4 separate regions of the Mus musculus genome follow, and all the other regions are linked to region 1. A link is a contact called in public HiCAR-type, HiChIP or PLAC-seq and promoter capture Hi-C data. All regions are on one chromosome and are shown on one strand. The core of a region is the stretch at or near the end of the contact, and the rest is flanking DNA. Distances in the headings are between cores, read along the strand shown.

What was found. Promoter capture Hi-C pulls out the DNA fragments that hold promoters and counts their contacts. HiCAR-type assays count read pairs that join an accessible place to other places. HiChIP or PLAC-seq counts read pairs in DNA pulled down with a chosen protein or histone mark.
Region 2: a contact with region 1 is called in a promoter capture Hi-C map of Sertoli cells, with 9 times the contacts expected there. The contact joins the enhancer-like site here to the promoter of Cln8 in region 1. A contact is called at or near these places in 7 of 39 promoter capture datasets (the 3T3-L1 cell line, Sertoli cells, cancer-associated fibroblasts and 3 more), 1 of 15 datasets of contacts at CTCF or cohesin (stem cell-derived epiblast-like cells), 9 of 484 Hi-C or Micro-C datasets (the C2C12 cell line, the HL-1 cell line, adipose-derived mesenchymal stem cells and 4 more), 13 of 115 datasets of contacts at active chromatin or transcription factors (the NIH/3T3 cell line, embryonic basal ganglia, embryonic forebrain and 8 more) and 2 of 9 other capture datasets (adipose tissue and embryonic stem cells).
Region 3: a contact with region 1 is called in an H3K27ac HiChIP or PLAC-seq map of VIP interneurons, with 10 times the contacts expected there. The contact joins the enhancer-like site here to the promoter of Cln8 in region 1. A contact is called at or near these places in 2 of 39 promoter capture datasets (cranial neural crest and embryonic stem cells) and 11 of 115 datasets of contacts at active chromatin or transcription factors (the NIH/3T3 cell line, VIP interneurons, astrocytes and 6 more).
Region 4: a contact with region 1 is called in a HiCAR-type map of astrocytes, with 2.8 times the contacts expected there. The contact joins the enhancer-like site here to the promoter of Cln8 in region 1. A contact is called at or near these places in 2 of 39 promoter capture datasets (both in embryonic stem cells), 1 of 15 datasets of contacts at CTCF or cohesin (the NIH/3T3 cell line), 1 of 484 Hi-C or Micro-C datasets (cortical neurons), 9 of 115 datasets of contacts at active chromatin or transcription factors (the NIH/3T3 cell line, astrocytes, embryonic basal ganglia and 5 more) and 2 of 9 other capture datasets (adipose tissue and pancreatic islet).

The regions. Positions count from the first base shown.
Region 1 is chr8:14,887,182-14,890,493 of GRCm38.p6, forward strand. It overlaps Cln8 (CLN8 transmembrane ER and ERGIC protein), which reads left to right and starts at 1,355. Exons shown (of 3, transcript NM_012000.3): 1 at 1,355-1,937.
Region 2 is chr8:14,356,397-14,359,711 of GRCm38.p6, forward strand. All of the region lies in intron 3 of Dlgap2 (DLG associated protein 2), which reads left to right. Among named protein-coding and RNA genes, the nearest start is that of Gm26184, 85 kb to the left of the region's middle. Within about 2 kb of position 1,650, at least 4 of the 459 cell types and tissues checked have an H3K27ac peak or open chromatin away from gene starts, as enhancers often do. A contact at or near this core is called in Sertoli cells, where this site is marked.
Region 3 is chr8:14,116,622-14,119,934 of GRCm38.p6, forward strand. The region is part of intron 1 of Dlgap2 (DLG associated protein 2); the gene reads left to right. Among named protein-coding and RNA genes, the nearest start is that of Dlgap2, 22 kb to the left of the region's middle. Within about 2 kb of position 1,835, at least 2 of the 459 cell types and tissues checked have an H3K27ac peak or open chromatin away from gene starts, as enhancers often do. A contact at or near this core is called in VIP interneurons, where this site is marked.
Region 4 is chr8:14,320,238-14,323,536 of GRCm38.p6, forward strand. The region is part of intron 3 of Dlgap2 (DLG associated protein 2); the gene reads left to right. Among named protein-coding and RNA genes, the nearest start is that of Gm26184, 49 kb to the left of the region's middle. Within about 2 kb of position 1,649, at least 49 of the 459 cell types and tissues checked have an H3K27ac peak or open chromatin away from gene starts, as enhancers often do. A contact at or near this core is called in the NIH/3T3 cell line, astrocytes, embryonic fibroblasts and 1 more, where this site is marked.

The sequences.
Region 1 (3,312 bases), core at 105-2,604:
TGCCTGGGACAGGCAACTGTAACATCTGGATGGATGAGTGAGCTGTGTGGTGTGGGAACCTGACACAAGAGAGGCTTAAGGAGGGCTTAGAGGAGACATCCAGCCAGGCTGGCCAGATGGAAACAGTGCCTGGGGTGCAAACTTGCAGGTGATGATGCAGGAACTGCGGTCAGATAGGAAAGGTGTGTTTGTAAACAGTCTAACCCAGGCTGACCTTAAAATCAACTCCTTCCCTGAAGATGACCTTTAACCCCTGACCTTCCTATCTCCACCTGGCCAAAGGTCAGTATTACTAAACGCTGTTTACACACCCAGATCTCTCTTGTTATTTTGACACAGGGTTTCAAGCAGCTTAGGGTGGTCTTGAAACTATGTTATTGCTCATACCAGCCAAGTGGAAAAACTAAGGTGCCAACCATGGACTCTGGGGTGCACCAAATATTGATGAAACCTCAGGAAAATAACAGAACTTGAACGTCGGTGTAAAATCTTTGCTGTAAAGGGACCCTTATCACAAGTCACAGGGGCACAGGGCTGAAGTCACAGCTCATTAGCCATTCTATCCATCTTGTGTGATGTTTCTCAAAGGTATTTCTGCAGGTGGCCTGGTTAACTATGTTGCAATTCCTGGGTGTTCAGAGACAATATCAGAACCAGGAGGGTGGGTATGTACAGGACGCTATTCCTTCTAGTCTTTTAAACCAGCTATCTTGTTAATTATCAAGATATGGTATGATAAAGGGCTCTAGGGAGGACTCTGTTATGTGGCCACCTGTCTGCAATCCAGGGTAGGGTGGGCAATTGCCCTGTCTAGATAAGGGCCAGGCAATTGCAAGCACCTGACTAGCAGACATTGCACAAGGAGTGCTGAGGCCAGACGTGAATCCCGAGCCAGGTTGGTTTTCCTGCTATGCTAGGTAGATGAGGGTACTAAGTGCTGATTATCTGCTCAGAGAGAGGGGACTGATTCCGCACCTCTCACCGCTACCCTACCAGCCCCGCTTGGTTAGTAGGTACATGGAATGGGTCGGGAGGTCTTTGCTCTTCTCATAATGCTGGCTCTGAATTAGCTTCGGCTCTTAGCAGGAGCACAGGGTAGCTCTGCACACGCCTCACAGCCACCTTTTCCTAAGGGACCGTAAGCCCGAACTGTACTTGTGCAGACAGGAGCTGGTTACCACCGCCTGGAAGACAATGCTGCTGTAGCAAGGGACACAGTGCGGTCCATTTTGTCGGCCTGAGCAAGTTTTTCGACTCCATGCAGTCGCCTGGAGCTCTGGCAGCACCAACCAGGAGACGCGTGCGCTTGCGTTTCACCTCTGCGCTCTGACGTCAGAGGCCTTAGGGACTTAGGAAAGAGGGAAGGGACAGGGAGTGAAGGGGTGTACGTAGGAGGGTCTTGGGGGACGGTCCACACAGAGGATCGTGGAAGGTCAGTTGGGGTGGGGGTTGAGGAATTCCTCCACTGATCCCTCCGTACCACTCTTAAGGTCCCAGCACCAACTTGAGCTACGATAGTCAAATCTAGCATAGCGCGCTGCGAACTGTGTAGCCTGCTCCAGGCACCCCCATGGCGCTGGATGGGATGATCCTACCCCAACTCGTGCCCCCCGAGTCTACCTTGGTAGCGTCCTAGGGAGGCGAGGCTTAGGGCTTCAGCAGTGCGCGTGCGCAGTGGATAGTGTTTGCTCAGCGCGCGACACTGTCGTGGGTGATTTCTCCGGTGCTAGGGGCGGGATGGCCTGAAAGCGGGGTGCCCAGCTGAGGCGGGGACACAGATGGGCGTGGGGCCCTAGTCTCCAGTGCCACTCAGCGACCGGTATTCTATCTGGCTCCGGTCACGAGGTGTGTCTACGGCTCAGGAGCTCCTGGGACAGCGAGTCTAAGCAGCTGATGGACCAAGAGGCGGCGCCCCCCTTCTGCTCACCTGAATGCAGGTGAGACGTGAAGGGCACCCTGTATACACCTGCCTGCAGCAGCGCAGTCTTTGCTTGGCCACCCGAGGAGGAAGCATTCCATTTGGTGTATAGGTCCTGGGCCACCGTGGGCGCGGGTGGACGATTCAGACTGGGTCCGACTGGATAGGTCGACCTGGGTCGCAAGAGAACTTGGGGCAGCAAAGTGATGGACCACGGTCGCTGGGCTAGGTCTGTACAGTGCTAGGGGATGAGGAACTTGAGTGTGGATCATCATGGGACCAGAGGGTGAAAGGCGATGTTGGTCAGATCTCCGCGAGGTAGGACTGGGTGGTGTCAGCACTTAGTGAAGGGGAGCGGGAATAGGAAGGACCCCTAGCTCTCAGCACACCGTGGGAGGTCCTGGGGCTAGGGTGCTGCTGCCTTAGAAAAGGGTGCCTAAGCCCTTTTAGAAGGCTTTCAGAGTCGTCGGAATGACAGAGTAGGTGGCTGCTCCTAAGTACTGTTTGAATTCATGTCGGTATCGATATTTGTTTTCTGACCGTGTTTATGTATGAAATCTGTAGCTATACACTGGACTTGTTCCCGTGTTTTGTATTTTTTTATTTAAACTTTTCTCTAGGAAGAGTGGGAAAGGCTATGATTAAGGAAACCTCAGATATTCTGAAAATATGAGATTCCACTACACCCACCCAAGCTCTGGTAGACCCGCCCTAGCCTCTAGGTGCTAGTTGTTATGGAAACAAAGCTCCTAGACCTTGAAAGCTCTCCCTGTGCTATTCAGGACCGAATCTCTTCGGATAGTGAGAATCTGGAGAATCCGGCTAGGATAGTTAGTGGATAGGTAAATAAGTCCCAGTAGTGTTTCTCTTAGGCCACTGAGAACCACGTGGGACAGGATTAGTGAGGGGCATGCCCGATGTGCTGCAAAAGGCAAAGGCAGAGTAAACAGCTGCCGTGTGTTTATTCCTTTCTGTTAATAAAAAGGAAACGTTTTATCTAGAGAAAGACTGACTCAGCATGTGCCCCCAAACCCGTGGTATTGCTTAGGGCTCTCTCGGAGGAGAACGGGTTTCAGTTCTCTATTTCCAGGCTTATACGTTTTCTTTTCAGCTTTGTTAAGCATACATGTCTTTTGGCACTGGGAAAATACTTTGGCCAGCTGCCTGTGTGTGATTTCTGAAAGTGTTAGGAGAATCCTCGTGCCTACAGTCCATCTATTGCTCTATGATATGTCAAGGAAGGGTATCAGCCAGTGTGGGAGGGTACCTGCCTTGAGTAACCAGAGAGTGCCGAGCTAAGATGTGAGAGTCAGCATGCTAGTCACGCCCAGCTTAAGGCTGGGAAGGAAAGAGTCCAGATAACCATTTGACCTCAAGGTTTATTCACTACAGTG
Region 2 (3,315 bases), core at 400-2,899, 530 kb before region 1:
ATCCCAGGGGGCCACGAAGCCTTCTCCTGTGCTGGGGTGCATATAAGCAGACCTCCCTGGGTTCCCAGGGTCCCCGTAGCAGCATCGAGGTGTTCCTGCAATAAAGGCTGTTGAGAAGAATCCAACCGTGTTGTGTCTTCCTTGCCGGCTGAGGTGGGCACAACATATGTGTGTATGTGTGTGTGTGTATCTGTCTGTATACATGTGTGTGTGTGTGTCTGTGTTTTGGTTTTGCTTTTGTTTCTTTTTTCTTTTCTGGGAAATTGAACTCAGGTACTCAAGCCTGTGCAGTAAACACTTTACAAACCGAGCAGATCCTACAACCCATATCATGAAGAGCTCAAGGCAGGTGCTTCACCCACCCCTTGGAGCTGGAGCCTGACCTGTGAGCTCCACTGTGTGCTCTGCGGGGCTGTGCATCTGTTTTTACCTCTGAGTCCCTGCTCCCGTTTTCACATCATGCCTTGTTGTCCGTGAACCAAGTTTCCTCCCTTAACATACCTGCTGCTTTTTATGTTCTGAATTTTAAAACAGTTTGAAGAAACTTGTGTGAATACAGTAATAAATCTGACCAGAGTGGTTACAGTTGTGGGTAGATGGAGACCTACATTCCCATTGATTTCTTTAGTTTCCCTTTTGAGTGGGCACCATGGCCTCAAGGTGTATGCATCTGTATGTCCATAAACCTGAGAAGCTTATAAGGGAGTAAAAGAGCTGTGAACTACTATGTTAGTAACTTTGCTATTGCAGTGGGGGAAACAGCATAGCTAAGGATACATATACATACATATATATAATATGTAATTTAAATATATATTTAAATATAAATATACATGTACACATATATACATGTATACATATGTATACATGATATATAGAATATATGTATATATAATTTAAATATTATAAATATACACATGCATACACACACATATATGTATACTGTATGATGTACATGTATATACATATGTGTGTATATATGTGTGTGTGTGTATATATATATATGTGTGTGTATATATATATGTGTATATATATATATATATATGTATATATATATATAAAATTTAATTGGGCATATATATGGTTTCGGTGGGTCAGAATCTGTGATGGTGGTGCAAAGGCATGGCAGCAGGACCAACTGAGAGCTCACATCTTTTGACACAACCACAAGGTAGAGAGGGAACACTGGGAAGGACATCAGGCTTTTAAGAGCTCAAAGCCCACCCCCAGTAACACACCTTCTACGCCAAGGCCACACCTCCTAATCCTTCCCAAAAAGTTCCACCAACTGGAGACCAGGTATTGAAAGCTATGAGCTGCGGGGGCCATTTCCCCTCCAATCACACAGCTGTGTTGCTAGGCATGATGATACAGATGTCTCCTCTCTTAACCATGGAGCTGTGTCTTTTCTGCCACCCCAGTGGAAGCTCTTCAGGGTCTCAGCTGGGTTCTTCTGTCAGAAACGCGATCAAATAGTTTCTGCCTTTTGTTCTCTGGGGCTCTAGGTAACCCTAGACCTCTCTGAGTATTCACTGTTGAAGTAACTTTGTCCCCTAGATGGAGCCGTGCACCCGCATTGCAAGGCAGAGACAGATGTTTTGCTGGGGCAAAAGAAGTATGTAGTCCTGCTCTGCCTTGGAGTGGAAAATCCTTCACTATCTGCAGGGCTGCAGGGAGCTGGCACCAGCTTTCTCATGGGGGCTGATCAAGTATACAGGGATACAAAGATAGGAGCTCTCACTGCCTCAAAACAGGGACAACATCAGTCTAGAGTGTGGTCTGTCTCAAGGTCACAGCTCCCATGGAAGAAAATCCATATCATGACTTCTGTAGATCTGAGGACAGCTCCTAGAGGTATCATGAAAGACATACTGGCACAGGGCCTTCACAGAATGTAATTTTTGATACTTTAATATTTAGCAAAAAAAAAGGAGAGAATTGTTTATATCTTGTAAACATGAACTGTCAAAGGACAGCTTCAGGCTTGTCACCCTTTTCTCAAGGGCTATGTAGCTGGTGGGAGGAAAGGCATGAGTCTGAGCTCAGGGGAGTAGGGCTGTGTCTGTGGAGGCGTTTACTGTGACATCCCCAGGTGGGGTCCCCAGTAGGTGAAGGCTGAGAGTGTGTGCAGCCTTAGTTCACATGTAGGCAGGGGCTGGATACAGAAGCAAGCCTGTGCCTTCACGATAGCACATACACACACACACACACACACACACACATACATATGTACATACATACACACATACATACATTTGTACATATGCATACACACACATATACATATGTACATATATACACACATTATATACAGAAGATACATATACATACACATATACATATACAGAAGCGAAGTTCAGAAAGAAGCAAAGTAATGGGAATTCTGACTGAGAGGCCAGACAACAGTTGGGCCATCTCTCCAGGATCTTGAAAACTTGCAAGTGCTCTCCTGGATTGATAAAGGCCAAAATACAAGTGGTGGCTATCATGAACCTGGGGAGAGTTGGTATCTGGAAAGCTGTGGGTGCTGAAGGCCATGGGGGGGGGTTCAGACTGTAACCCCACTGTGACTGCATACCTGCTGATAAGGCCCATGAGGAAGAGGCTGGTGAAGCGACTGCCACCAGTGGAAAGTCGGTGCTATACCTTGTGGGTGTAGCTGATCCCCAGGAAGTGACAGTGAATGGAAAATACCTGATTAGTGGCAGAGAGAAGGAAGGCCAGGAGTGCCACAATAGAGGAAGGGATGGAGCAGAACAGGTAAGACCCTCAGATGACCGTGACTGGCTTGAGTGGATTGAGATCAGTTGTGAGTAGAAGGATGGTTAGTGTGTTGGGTTGTTGTTTTAGTGTTCTTCTGTGAACAGACACCATGACAGGGGCTACTCTTATAAGGACAACATTTAATTGGGGCTGACTTGCAGGTTCAGAGGTTCAGTCAATTATCATTGAGGCAGGAGCATGGCAGCATCCAGGCAGGCATGGGGCTGGAGGAGCTGAGAGTCCTACCTCTTGTTGCGAAGGCAAACAGCAAAAGACTGGCTTTCAGGCATCTAGGATGAGGGTCTTAAAGCCCACCCCCACAGTGACACACTTCTTCCAACAAGGCCACATGTGCTAACAATGCCACTCCCTGGGCCAAGCATATTCTAACCACCACAGTTGCCAATGGTGAGTTAAGCAAGCCTCCGTGTGGGCACCTATTACCTGTGTTTTGGGTACCTAGAAGAAGAAATGCCTCTTGGCCTCTTTTTAGGAAGCTATAGTATAGAATAGTAGAGTATAAAATAGGAAGGAGGTAGACTTAAGGCCTGC
Region 3 (3,313 bases), core at 585-3,084, 770 kb before region 1:
TCTGCTTTTCTTCCAATGTGTATGCTTTCTGAAGAGTTATTTTATTAAGGTACATCGATCAGTATGCAGATTGCTGAGTACACACACACACACACACACACACACACACTAACATTTCCACTTCCTTTTGTGATGGCCTCTTCTCCAGAGAGCCATGGTTATCTGCAAACCAGCCTCACCTTGGGGCTCTGGTTGTCTGTGCAGAAGCGGCTAGAACTGGATGATCCGGTGGCGCACAGTTGTTCTCAGGTCTAAGCACGTTTCTTTTCTACATTACTTGGACGTAATTGTTTAGCGCAATGGCCCCTGGTTTACTTTTCCTGAGATGCGTTATGTTCAGATGCCGTACCATCTAACAAGTGAGTTCCCAGGCCTGCTGCTAAAGGATGAAGACATGGCTTCTCCCTGCTTCCCAGCACTTTAGGAAGTTTGTCAGACTTGGACCACAGATTCAAGCCCCAGGACAGGGACTGCTGGATTCCGAGCTGGTCAGTAGACCAGGTGATCTGCCCTGCTGGAGGGGTCATTAAGCGTCCTGCTGTCGTGAGGTGTCTTTAACATTGTAGGTCTTATTATGATTATTTCCTTGCAAAACCTAATCTTGCCTCTAGACTGCTTCCCACAAAACAGCAGAACAGGCGGCAGTAGCTCTTGTTTCCCTACTGCTTAATTTTAGGTGGATTGAGTGAAAGAATTTAAAGATAACATGAAATATAGGATTGTGTGCTTTGTGAGAGAAGTTTACCTATTTGCTCATATATTTAAGGAAAAAAATGCAACTGTGCACAAGGAATTAGAGTGGAAAGAGAGAATGCCTTACTCTGCTTCTCTGCCACCCCAAGGCGGGTGAGTACAGTTAGGACATCGTAACAGAGTGGAATTTCCCACCTCCACTGCAGACGACAACTCCCTGCATCGTCATCTCACATCCTAGAGAGTCTGTCTGGACCAGCTTCATTGCCCGTGACCCATGGCTTACGTGGTGTGCTAGCTAAGTTGTATGTTAACTCGACACAAGCTAGAGTCATCAGAGAGGAGGGAGCCTCCATTGAGCAAATGCCTCCAAAAGAATGGGCAGCAGGCAAGCCTGTAGAGCGGTTCCTTAATTAGCAATTGATGGGGGAGGGCCCAGTGTATGTGGGTGGAGCCATCCTTGGGCAGGAGGTCCCGGGTTCTATAGGAAAGCAGGCTGAGCAAGAGCAAGCGGTCAAAGAGCAAGCCAGTGAGCAGCACCTCTCCAGGTTCTCTGTCCTGATTGAGTTCCTGTCCTGACTTCCTTTGATGATGAACAGCAACGTGGATGTGCAAGCTGAATAAACCCTTCCCTCCTCATGTTGCTTTTGTCATGGTGTTTTACCACGGCAGTAGTGACCTAACTAGGACACAAGGGGACTCTTCACTCCTACTGCTGCGTTACTTGTTTTGTGGGCTTGGAAGCACACCAGAGGTATGCGCCTATACCCCGAGTTCAGCCTTGTATGCTCACGGCTTGCCTTGCTGGTGACTGCTTCTGAGTGTGGGTCTGTCTCCTCAGGGCAACCCCCTGCCTCCTCACCAGGGTGTTTCTGGTGTCAGCTGCTCAGCCTGTCACTGGGTTACTGCTTTTAGTCTCTCCCTTGGCTAACTCGCTAGCTCCAGCAGTGAGTTCCACCTTTATTTCTTATCCTGGCCACTCTAGGCATTGTCACCCGACAGCCAGCCTGTGTGTGGAGAGATGCTAGCTCCTCTGAGCTCACTGAACTTCCAGTTTCTCTCTGCAGCCCAGCATTCTCTATGGCGGATGCTATGCACGGTATGTTTAGCAGTCGCAGTTAATTCTGGTGCTTTTGCTGTAGCCTGGACATCAGAAATAAGTACATCTGTTCACATTGTACTCGCTGAATATGGCAGAGCTGCCCAGCGCATGGTGGCACATGGTTTCTGTCTCACATAGATCCCTGGAATGCCTAAGGGTGTTTCTTCTTTCCTTCTGCCAATTCCTCTTCCTTTTCCCTTCTCTCTATCCCTCTTTCATCTCACTGGCTATCCAGGGTTGATCTTGAACCCACAATCCTCCTGCCTCAGATTCCTCACTACTGGGATTACAGGTATATGTCACTCTGTCCAGCTTCTTGGATTTCTTGCCTGTTACAGTTATCCCAAAGGCCCAGGGAGATAGTTTATACTTCTCAGATATGGATCTCTGGACTTTCCTTCCTTCCTTCCTTCCTTCCTTCCTTCCTTCCTTCCTTCCTTCCTGACAGGTTTTGATAGATCACTAGGCCTGAGCTTTTTCAACACTTCATGTCCTTTCTGGTCATCTGTTTTATTTCTTGAGTCTGCCCCTTTCTGTCTGTATTGATGTCAGGCTTGCAGTAGTACTGTGGAATAGCAAGAGTGGAGGGCTAGTTTCTGATCGTGCCAGCCGTTCCCTCTGTTAGAAGGTCTAGCCCGGTTATTGAATTCTAAGATCATTTCCCCTCTGTTGCCCCTGTCCCCTCTGGAGAGCTTGGTGACGCTGTCACCTATTTCTTCACTTCCAGTTTTCTTTTTTCTGGTCAGGAGTACTCATGCTCTCATGTGAAGCCTGCTATCCTCCTGCTGTGGAGTGTGCTATGTGGACATTCCCGCTGTGCCTTTTTTCTATTTTCTGGTAGATTTTGTTAACATTATGACCTTCCAACATATCAATTAAAATTCCAGTCTCAACTGTTTCGTTTAAATTTCCATTGCTCCGCCCCCATATCTTTTTAAGGTGGCACGATATTTTCTCAGCTTTCTCTGTACAAAGTTGTCTTATCACTTGCTGTGTGATTGTCTGCCTTTTCTTTTTCTTTTTTAATATTTATTTATTGTTATTATATCTAAGTACACTGTAGCTGTCTTCAGATACACCAGAAAGAGGGCATCAGATCTCATTACAGATGGTTGTGAGCCACCATGTGGTTGCTGGGATTTGAACTCAGGACCTTCAGAAGAGCAGTCGGTGCTCTTAACCACTGAGCCATCTCTCCAGCCCCTTGTCTGCCTTTTCTATGGAAACTTTTAGGATTCCCTTTGGCTTCCCTTTACAGAAGGGTGGTTGGTTGCATTCACTTAGGCTCTAGCTGTATCTTGTCATGTGGGCTAAATTTTTTAAGATGTCTGGACAATTAGCACACCATATTGTGATAGAGCCTAAACCCTGAGTTCAAGTCTTCGTTTAGAGGGATTGCCGTTGTTTTAAAGGGGAAGGTGATTGTAGTGCTTACGGGAGGGGCTGTGAGGTGGGAGGTGCCAGGCAAGGGGTGTTTCAGATGCCTGTCTATGAACGCTGATAGGCATTCTGTGGGTG
Region 4 (3,299 bases), core at 399-2,898, 570 kb before region 1:
AAGAAACTTTTCCTTTAAACTGTTCTTTAATAATTTAAAGAAAAAGGTTGTTTAACTTTTGTTCATAATGTTTCATTATAACAACAGAAAAGTAGCTAATCCAACCAAATCAACCCATTAGTCCATCTTCACAACAAGCACTGTGCCTGCCCAGGTGAACCCACTCCCCTCCCATGTCCTTGGTATCCTCAGATGCATTGTGACTAGTTCCACGAATCCCACTGGTGTGGATCTCGACTCTGAGGGTACTTTACAGCACGTGTGTATTTGGCACAGTTTCAGAGATGTTCTTCTAAGGGCTGAGGACCATCTCATTGCATGTGTGTCTTCTGTTTGTCCCTCCACCTCTTAATGAGCAGGTTGGATTTTCTGCCTCTGCCTATTGTGAGTCTGGTATCTGCAAATACCAGAGCAAGCAAGGCTTCCCGTCTCCTCCAAGGCCGGTAATCAGCGGATCAGCAGTAACCCTGCACTTGACTTTTGGAGGATCAGTCAGGTTTTTGGTTTTTTGTTTTGTTTTGTTTTGTTTTGTTTTGTTTTGTGATAGATTTCATGGCTATGTTGTACCCCTATTCTGAGTAAGTGGGGGCCCTTTTTTCCCCTCTACATCCTTACCAACTCTTTAGCTTCTGTCCCCTTTTTCCCACAAGACCCATCACAAGGGCATGTCTTTGATGTGAATTTCCCTAATGACCAGTGATGCTGACAGACACTTAGTGGGCTTGTTGAACATCTGTCTGTCTTTGGAGACATGTCTACTCAAGTGTCTGTTTGTGAATAGATTGGTCTGCCATTTACTCGCAGGGACCTTTTATTTAATGTGAATAGCAATCTCCCCTCAGCTCTCTACTTTGAGAACATTTTCTCCCAATTTGAGGGCTGCCTTTTCACGAGAAGTTTTGAGTGTTGACAGTACGTCTGAATCCAGGAGTCTTAAAACCTGTTTCTTCTCTGCTTGTCTTCTCAGACAGACTAAACCCTGTGTTCCCACACCCACCACCATGCCTTGGCAGTGGATGGCCTCACGGACAGGTGCTCACTCCCCAGCTCCTGTGTGCTTGGTTGAGTGGTTAGCTCTGCTCTGCAGTCGACATGCTGCCTCATGCTCTCTTGCATGAGTAACTATATCTCAGTTTCCTCCCTCGGCATAGGGGGTGGTAACTCACCCGCCCATAGCATGATTGTTTCAGCTAATGATCTAGTGCACATAAATCCCTCAGAACAGACTCAGTGGTCAGGAAGCCCGCCGCTGGCTTTACTATTTCTGTTTCCAGCTGGGCTAAAGTGTTCGGTTTTTCATTGCTTCTTATATCGGATTCCTTTTTCTGCAGCTACAAGAAACTGTTTCTAAGTCAAGCAAGGCTTCAAATGATGGCTCTGTGCCTTGCAACATGCTGTGAATTGTCAGGAAAGAGCTTGTAAAGAGTTTTTATGAAGTGAGAGAAACTGTTTCTTTGTAAGGAAAAAATATAGCCTTATAAAGAAAACCAATTGTGTTTCTTGACAGATGCGGAAGTGGGAAGGCTTGGGAAAGTGCAGGTCTCTGCTACAAAGTAAAATTCTCCCAACAGAATTCACCAAGCTGAATAGTTTCGGGTCTGATACCCACAGGAATGTACAGGCTCTGCTGCCTACTTCAAAGGCTCAGTGTGAACATAGGAGGCCTCCTTCAAGCCCTGTGGACGGCTGCTGGCCACAGCTGGTTGCGATTGTGCCCAGCTTAGTGGATCATCAGCTCTGCTCTGCAATCACACTCGGAGACTTTGTAAGGAGAGGATTTTTGTTTTGCTTTGTTTTTACATTCACATTCTTTTTGTGAGCTTTTACACAGAGTAACTGCCTTTACCAAGTTATTTCCTTTTTTTTTCATATGAATGCAGTGTTTTCCTCTTTCTATATCTGACCTCTTTTTTTTTTTTTTTTTTTTTAAGATGATGGGTTCTTTGGAAAATGAAAGTCATTGTTCATTTCTAATGGGGCCCAGCATCACTGTGTGCTGGCTTAAGTGTTTGACTACTTAGTCATACAGTTCAGGGTTGACATTTAGATTTTTATTCACTTTAAAAATCAGACTGGAGCTGGGGTGATGGCCCTGTTGGTGAAGACCTTACTGAATGAGCACGGGGGCCTAGGTTTCATCCTCGGTATTCATGGAAAATCTGGAATGCAGGCATAGGCGTGGAATCTCAGACCTGGGTTGGCAGAAGCAGGTGGATCCCTGGGATTTTCTAGCGAGCCAGCATAGCCCGGTAAGCGAGTTCCAGGTCAGTGAGAGACCCTGTCTGAAGAAACAAGGTAGATGAAACCTAAGGAATAACACCTGAAGTTAGCCTCTGACCTTCTCACACGTGTCTGCACACTTACACACATGCAAACACACACACACACACACACACACACACACACACACACACACACAAAAGACATTGATGCATAGATCTTTGAGCACCTAGAATTAGTGTATTGGAGGCAATATGGTTCTGATTCCTGGGTAATCCATGTGGAATGCCAAGGTGCAGACATCTCAGGGGCTCACATCCTTGCTTCTTGGTAGTTGGGAAGCTGCAGGTCCTAAGAGGTAGTACTTATTATCCCTGGAGTGGTTCAACATGAGGGTGTGTTCTCTCCAGATGTTTTTATCTAACAGAGTCTCTGCAGAAGATGCCAAATGTATAGAACCTGTATCAGTGGTCCTTTCGGTCGTTTTGTGCAGTGTCTGAGATGTAGAAGTTGTGTATCTGTTGCCATTACATCAGGAAGCCACTGGCAGGGCTAGTGCATTTGAGAAATGCTAGAAGAAATGTCCTTAAATACAGATGTAGGCATACTGGCTTATAGCCTAAATTTGCCACTGTCCAACCTGGAGATGATGTTAACCTTGCTCTCCCATGTCCCCAGATTTACATTAGTCAGCTGTGCGGGATGGTTGGAATCTCTCCTGACTTTGTATCCAGGAATCCTAGGATATACCTGCTTTCATGTTCCTTCTGTGAACAATATCTAGTAAGTGCTTTCAACCATGCAACTTAGGAGGATCACAGAGTGCCTGCCCCCACCCCTACAGTTCAGGCTGTAGGACTGGATGGTTTCATTCCCAGGGAGCCTCCAGCAGCTCATCCTGTTGTTCTAGATGGCCCAAGGACACAGACCAAACTACTAGGCTGGGATTGATATGCTGTTTTGGAAGGTCCACTGAGAAAGGACCAACAATATTCATGAAGACAGTTCTCACAGCTCTGTTAGTACCCAGGGGCAAAGGCATGAGGTACACAGCATCCCTCTCAATATGCTGACGCCTC